Linked DNA regions of Danio rerio: region 1 is linked to region 2. Evidence: chromatin contacts called from public HiCAR-type data. All regions are on one chromosome and are shown on one strand. The core of a region is the stretch at or near the end of the contact, and the rest is flanking DNA. Distances in the headings are between cores, read along the strand shown.

Region 1 (4,467 bases), core at 1,943-4,442, 50 kb before region 2:
CTGCTAAAAGCTCACTGTGAAACTCCATCTCTCCAGCAGAACACAGCGCTGAACATGTGCTCATTATTATTATTATTATGTTTGATGCATTCTAGAGATGAACTAAAAGGTTCAGTTCATATATCTTGACTTCTTTAATGACAAAATTGTAAACAAGAAGTAAAATTAAGGATGCAGTGCAATATAAAATAAAAGGTAACATAAAAAAAAAACTAAAACGAGTGACCTGTGAACAACCTCACTGTTTTTAGCCTCATTATTGAAGAGTACTGAATAAACACAAACCTATTAGTTCTTCAGTGTCTTCCTGTTTGATTTTGCAGGGTTCTGGATCACTCATCTTCTCACTGTCCATCAATAATCTCTGTCTTTGGCTTTCACTGATGGCGGCAGAGCTAAAGAATAAAAAGAAAAATCTGATTAGTTTACACAGAGGGACAAATATATCAATGTGGTAGCCAATAATCTGTAGATATGGAGGATTTTAGCAGTTCAGATAATATTCATAAGCCTCAGATGATTAACCCTCATCAAACTATTCAGGATCAGCAGAAGGCTGCACCGGACCATACGTGTGCTCTTGATGCAGAAGTATAAATCAGCCTTTTGGGTGCACTCACACTAGGCCATCCGAACAGTGACCAGGCACGATTGCCGATTCATTTTGACAAATGTGAGTGCTCCGAATCAGGCCCAGGTGCAATTCAGTATTTATTAATTTTATTTAGTTTATTCTGTTCTTCTGTGCTAAACACTGCAGGAGTGTGAAGATGCTCTGTTGTTCTGTTCTGTTATTAATATGCTAGCATATAAAAATAAATCAGTATTTTAAAATGCAATATTTAATGTGTCAGACACAAAATAGACACGTCAATTTGTTTAATATAAAATTAATAATAATCTGACCAGTTAACCGTTAATACCTGAATAATGAGCGGCGGTTGTCCGTTAGCAAAATTAACCGAAATGAGCATCCCTAGTAGCCATTTAATTTACTTTTTCTATGTAAGAGAACTTGATTAAAAAAATAATTTTCAACATGCTTGAACCATCTACACAATGGAGTTTAGTTCTGTTTGGTTTTTCAACAGTATTTTGTTACAAAGAAAACAGAAGTGAAATAGCTTTGGCTATTTATTTATTTTATATATGGCTATTTATATAGTTAATAATTTGCATAGTTAATATTGTTCTTTGATGTTCAGTTTATAAAGATTTTTCAAATGTTATTTAATAAAAAATAGTTTTAAAAATCTTTTTTTTTCCCACCCCCCACGGAAAAAAAAAATCGTGATACGAACCGAATCATGGGTCAAAAATCGTAATACTAACCGAATCGTGGGTTTGGTGTATCGTTACAGCCCTAGCTGTCATAGTTTATTAAAGATACAACCCCCTCGATGCATATCAGCTGCACCTTTAGCAAACCTCCTAATACCTGTAATACGAGGACTTTTAAAATAATTTATGAGCGTCAAAAGTAGCTGATCTGTTTGGCAAAACATTTTACTGCGTGTCACTGCATCCCAAACAATTCAATTCAATTCAATTCAGCTTTATTTGTATAGCGCTTTTACAATGTAGATTGTGTCAAAGCAGCTTCACATAAATGGTCATAGTAACTGGAACAGTGTGGTTCAGGTTTTAGTGTTTAAGTTCAGTTCAGTTCAGTTTAGCTCAGTTCAGTGTGATTTAATCATTACTGAGAGTTCAAACACTGAAGAGCAAATTCATCGATGCGTAGCTCTACCAATCCTGAACCATGCGAGGCAGTGGCAACAGCGGAGAGGGAAAAAAAACTTCACCTGATGGGAGCGAAAAAAAAAAACGTTGAGGGAACCAGACTCAGTTGGGCACGACCATTTTAATTTCTCCGCTGGCCAAAAGTCTTGTGCAGAGCTTCATTCGCCGTGGTTTAAACAACTAAAAATAATACAGAACAATATAACTAAAGCATTCTCCACTGTGCTGAGCGATTCTTTTCCTGTTAAACTGAACATCGACATTCAGTATCTATGACCGGTCTAATTTTTCAAGAATGATATTTTTGCATGTGGAGTCCGCTCTGTTAAACGCTGAGGCTACTTCTGTGGCCACTTTGCAGCCACATCTGATCTCTGGTAAAGTAGGACGATGAACCCATTCTTGAGCCTTACTTTGCACTAAATTGACAACGATTAGATGACATATTTTCCATTACATTAAGATTATTATTGACATTAAGATATTTGTTTACAGAAGATGCAAAAAATGCTTAAGTATTATTTACAAGACATGCTGAAATTATTTTACTTAGAAGAGATACTGCTTATTTTCTACTTTTAGTCTGAAAAAATTCCTTCGCATTTTTGTATCCAAAAGTTATTTCAGACAAAGCGTGTTTTTAATTTCAGTTGTTTAATGTTGATGTTCAATAAATAATCATAGATAATAGTGTGTGTTTTCTTCAATTATTTTAAAATCAATAGCCTTCATTCAAACACCTCTCACTTGTAATATGTGAGCATATTTACTGGACAAAGCTTGTCAGTGAAAACTTGTCAGAGGCAAAAAAAATAAACTGAATAAAATATTCCTTCATTAATCATAATAGAATTAAAATGTTCAATTAATCAAGAATTTATTTTATGTGCCAAATCGCCCTGCCCTAACTGCAGACACAGGGTACGGATCTGACTCAATTCAGATACATAAGATACCTTAAAGCAGACATTTCCTAATATTTATTTATCATGAAAATGATCACTGGTGGGACTTTTCTAATGGATAACACCACTGAAGATCATTGTCTCTTATTGGACATCCATTGTTGTTTGTTTTTCCCCGTCACATAAATAAAAAATGTGTCGATTTACATACTAAAGGATAAATTTACATACGCCGATTTCTGTTACATCTTCACATCATACTTCATTGCTCAAATCGTTAGAAAAACGAGCACACTAACGTTAACGTTACTCAGAAAAACACAAATACACAGATCATATTGTCCTCTCAGAGCTCCTCACCACCTGCTGTATTGTTTTGGTCAGCAGACACACAGATAGAGGTGAACTCAGTGCAGAAACTAGTCGCAGATTGTCGCTTTAATAAACTGTAAAGTGTTTTATTGTTGTGTAAACACGAGAAAAAGCGTCAACGACTCACCTCAGCTCTGAAGACTCGACGCTGAATGAACGCGTATGTGCTGACGTCATCACGGCGAGGCGGGAGCAAATAGAACCGTGAAATACGCGCCAAACTTATAACGGTTTACTAAACAATTGCTAATGTAGACAAGAGTCATCTTAAGTACACATTTTTTGTGAATTTATATCTGCATGTTTGGTTCCTGTGCCTCTTTGGTAGTGTTAAGATGATTTTACTTTATCACGTGTGAGGCGAAAAACTACCATCAATAAACAAACGAGTATAACAAAGTGTTAAAGATGATTAATGAAGAGAAACATTTATAAACGGACTACCTGAAACTAATAAATATAATCATAAACAAGTATATTATAAGTATTTGCTATCAGGTTTAAGAGACAACAAACAAGTCAAAAAAAATCTAGGTTTTCCTAAAAGTTTCTCTTTTCTGAACAGGCACAATCTGTAGTATTTTGATGAAATAGCTGAAATATCTCCCTCCAGATGCTGGGTGTGTGATAATTCAATGTGTGAATCTGCAGTAGTCACATTGCAGGATCTGCAAGGTCCAGTTGTGAGTATAATTAACCAGAAAACAGAAACACATAGTTTAATCCTAATAAGAGTGAATATTTTTAAGGCAAGAGTAGATGACACAAGCATGAGTGTTGTTGAGTAGTTTTAGGACAACTTTGATTAAAGGATTTGATCCTCTTCAGATGTTGACCACTGTAAATAATGTTATCCTACATCTGATTATTTATTTCTGTACCTCAATACTGTTAAAACTGTCCAGAAAACCCTTAATAACAGTTTATTTCATGAGTATCTTTGCTCTCTCGTGTTAATTTATGCTTGTGATTTGTTAGTATGTTATGCAGATGCACTCCTCCTGATCAATGAAGAATGAAGAACTCTTCCCAGACAGAGACGTTTAACTCGTATCACAAAACTTATCCCAGAAATACAAAATACTACAATGTCGGTTTTTTCCAGTATGGTGCAGCTCTAATAAACATGACTGAGTAATGGTGGCGTGACACACATTTTCAGGAGCGTCCTAAATTTATCCACAAACTTCTCATTTTTTAGATACAATTAAATTCATTAATTTAGCAACTTCACATGCTGATCTCTTCTCCACTGTTTCTTCACGACAGAACCGATGTTGGAATAATAGTATAAAGGCGAGTGTGTCTAATATAAAAGCCTCCACAGCTCGTGTAAATCAAGCTTAAAGAGAAAGGTATAAAATAATCACTCAATTAATGACAATTGTAGAAGACAAACGCTGAATATTGAACATTTCAGGAAATGTAGAAATCAATGCAGGTGCAT
Region 2 (3,987 bases), core at 841-3,340:
ACAACCAATAAGCATAGGTTTCGCTTTTGTTTGTGGACCAACAATGAGCTTTTTGAACAACACGGAATGAGAGAAAGGCATACATTTCTGCGCGGCTAAATAAAACGCAAAAAAAAAAAGTTTTGCATGAAATAATTCTCATACTAAGTACTTTTGCATGCACAGCAGCACAGAAACATGACAAAACAGTGACACAGCAAAGACGAACTGCTGCTCTTGCTGTTTTCAAAAGACGCAAATGAAGGTGCAGCTGTTTGTCTGCATTGCAGACAACCATATCCAAATCCATATCCACAGACAACCATATCCATGCTGGCACATAAAACCTAAGGATGTTCCATATTGAATCTAGTTTCGTTATGTAACTATTTATAGTATAGTAAATATTTATATCTATTTTTTACTGAGGATTTGCACCATGTTTATTTGGATTTTATTTGGACTTTGACACATTATTTATTATTTTCTTATTTTTTTATTTGTTCATTGTAAGTGGTGTTGTTTATAGTAACTAAAATAATAAATTCAAAATTTACTATAATAAATATATTATTTGGAAAAAGTCAAATTTGCTTCACTGTTCTATTATTTTGTAACATTTGTAACATACCATATACCGCGAAACCGTCAAACCGTGGTATTGTTTTAGACGATTATCATACCGTAAAAAATTCATACCATTACAACCCTACTTGACTAGTGCAGTTCAATGACACTTAAACTGGGAGCACTATACATATATGGCGGCGCTATTGACGCATGCTCAGGGTCCCTATGCGATATCTAAGCTGCGCCCCAAATGGCACACTATACACTCATGCACTATGTACTTATGCACTTACACACTCTACAGGATAGTACAAGTATGTAGTACACAAGTATGCGATTTGGGACGCAGCTCTAGTGTATAAGTTATATCTATAGCTGCGTCCCAAATCGCATACTTATGCACTATTCTACGCCATTTTGTAGTATAAATAGTGTAAGTAGTGCGTTCACACTGAAAACTCTAAAAATAATGAGTATACTTTAATAACCCGGATGATGCACTCATTCAGCCGCTAAAATTAAGTGTGTAATGATGGACACTTCACGCACTCAACGACCGCAGGTTTGCTTACGTTGCGGAAGGGGCGGAGCTATCGGGCGCACATGTTGGATAACTTATTTTGGATGGTGAAAGCAAAATTCTCCTACGAGAGTGATTATAGCGCCTCCCGATGGTGAATGCGGTTTTACTCACGGCAGGTATTATTTGATAATTCGGTCGTTTATTTCACTGATTTAGCAACCGTCAAACGTCATCAGAGAAACGGTTTGAATTTCCGCTTAGTAAAAAAACATTAGTGTGCCATTTGGGACGACACTACATACATATACTATCCTGTTGAGTGTGTAAGTGCATAAGTACATAGTGCATGAGTGCATAGTGTGCCATTTAGGACGCAGCTCAGGATCATGACTGCAGAAACTTTGAGCCCCGAAGTGTCCAACTCCGCCCCCGCCTGCGCCCGGCTAATCTCGTTGATCACCGGCTGCAGCTGTGCTTTATGTCGAACGCACCTACAGATCTGATTCATATCGGACACACAAGATACCTTACAGCAGACATATTTATCATGAAAATGATCACTGGTGTGACTTTTCTAAGCGGTAACACCATTGAAGATTATTGTCTCTTACTGGTCATCCATTGTTGTTGGTTTTTCGCCGTCATATAAATAAAAATGTGTCGATATACATATTAATTTAACGGATAAATTTACATACACCGGATTCTGTTACATCTTCACATCATACTTTGCGTTTTCAATACTCAAAAGCGTTAGAAAAACGAGCATACAACAGAAAAACACAAATACACCGATCATAATTTCTTCTCAGAGCTACTCACCGCCTCATAGTGTTGGTCAGCAGACACACAGATAGAGGGGAACTCAATGCAGAAACTAGTCGCAGATTGTCGCTTTAATAAACTGTAAAGTGTGTTTTATTGTTGTGTAAACACGAGAAAAAGCGTCAACGACTCACCTCAGCTCTGAAGACTCGACGCTGGATGAACGCGTCAGTGCTGACGTCATCACGTCAAGGCGGACACAACGGAGGATGCGTTTTTTTTTTCTTTTTATTAACCAAGAAAGAACATTACAAAGATACAATATGAACAAGGAGACAAAGGGTGACATAAATAAAATTCCAGCAAATTAAACAAGTTTAAATGATTTACACCAAGAAAGCGTTTTACATGCAATGTAATTGTTAGAGTCTTTTAAAGAGTTCACATAAATAATAAGAAAGTAAGGGTGTTTTTTTGAAAATTTACTTTTATGTATGTAAAATTTTGCTTTAAAAAAGCAATTAATTAATAATAAATGTACAACGAGGAGGATCTACATTCAGCGAGTAACCAAAGAATACAATTTTCGGGTAAATACAGAAGTTTGGAAGTAAGAATTTTTTATTGAAATTGGAAAAGTCAACCTAAAACACTTTACAGTAATTAAGTGCGCTCCCAAAATAAATGGTTTAGTGTTTCATCATTTTGAGTACAAAATGAGCATTTAGGGGAAATATTGTTATTAAATTAAGCTAGTCTGGTATTTATCGGGTAGCAATTATGAATGATTTTAATTGAGACTTCAACAGCTTTATTAGATAAAAAGCCAAAACTGCAGTATATGTCACCAAATAAATTATTCCAAAAACCTATGCAAGAGATCCGAGCACCATTAATACCTAACTAATACCTAAGCGAATATCTTACAATGGAGTATGCTCAAAAACGCGCAAAGTTAACTCCTGCCGAGCCAAAACAAAACTGCTAATGTCGACAAAAACCATCTTAGTTTCGATCATGTGAAGCGAAACCATTTAAACATCTTAGTATCTTATAGTGACTGATATGTACAACATACAATTTTGAATAATTATATAATTTATGGGATTCGTGCACGTTAACATGATTTGTTGCAGCACACAACATTTATCAAATATCAAAATGTAACATTAAATATAAATGTGCCACAGGAGAATGAACCGCCAACTTCTCCAGCATATGGTTTACACAGCGGATGCCCTACAGTACATCCATACATACACACATTCATACACTACGGCCAATTTAGTTGAATTCACCTATAGCGCATGTGTTTGAACTGTGGGGGAAACCTGAGCACCCGGGGAGAACATGCAAACTCAGAAATGTTAACTGACCCAGCCGGGACTTGAACCAGCGACCTTCTTGCTGTGAGGCAACAGTGCGAACCACTGAGCCACCATGTATGCCCTGAATAAATCACCCCAATTTGATCTTGATGATAAACTACTGTTTCTTTTAAACAGTGCTCAGCATAATATACGAGTGCACCCCTCACAAATTTCTCAATTAAATGAATATTTTCTATAGACAAATTAGCAGTTTGTAAACATTCAGGATGTGAGCGCATCGAGGTAGCAGAAAAAACGGGAGCGCTAGCATTTACAGCGAGGGAATAACACCCGATGCGGTACAGTTTGTTGTTGTATTAGAGATAGTTATACTGATTAAATAATATATATATATATTATTTACGTGATGCTTTCAGCGTATTATAACAGCTCGTCACCCAGTGATAAGCACAGTTATTCTGCAAAATTACCGTTAAAGTGAGCGGCGTTCATATAACGGGTCCATTTGCGATGGATATTGGATAAGACGAAATGGCCAAGCATCCAGCCCCAAATATACAATCTCACTGAAGCTCCAAGTGTTTTTAGGAGAGAGAATTTAAAGGCCTACAAGTCTTTGGATGCCAATGTTGTGGAAATCTCTTCTGGTTCTTTAGATTTTATTCAGGAAACAAACAAAGTCTACAAAAGAAGTCTGAAGTCGTTCTGAGTTACTCAGGTTGAATGCATCATATAATACGCTGAAAGCATCAAGTAAATAATATATATATATATATATATATATTATTTAATCAGTATAACGATCTCTAATACAACAAC

What was found. HiCAR-type assays count read pairs that join an accessible place to other places.
Region 1: a HiCAR-type map of caudal fin shows a contact between it and region 2, with 4 times the contacts expected there. The contact joins two enhancer-like sites. A contact is called at or near these places in 2 of 18 Hi-C or Micro-C datasets (embryo and an unstated tissue) and 1 of 4 datasets of contacts at active chromatin or transcription factors (caudal fin).

What each region holds. Positions count from the first base shown.
Region 1 is chr22:2,920,121-2,924,587 of GRCz12tu, reverse strand. LOC103909511 reads right to left here. Exons shown (of 6, transcript XM_021469419.3): 6 at 3,290-4,467. Among named protein-coding and RNA genes, the nearest start is that of znf983, 28 kb to the left of the region's middle. Within about 2 kb of position 3,192, at least 23 of the 62 cell types and tissues checked have an H3K27ac peak or open chromatin away from gene starts, as enhancers often do. A contact at or near this core is called in caudal fin, where this site is marked.
Region 2 is chr22:2,869,899-2,873,885 of GRCz12tu, reverse strand. It overlaps the pseudogene LOC141380121. Among named protein-coding and RNA genes, the nearest start is that of znf1173, 14 kb to the right of the region's middle. Within about 2 kb of position 2,090, at least 15 of the 62 cell types and tissues checked have an H3K27ac peak or open chromatin away from gene starts, as enhancers often do. A contact at or near this core is called in caudal fin, where this site is marked.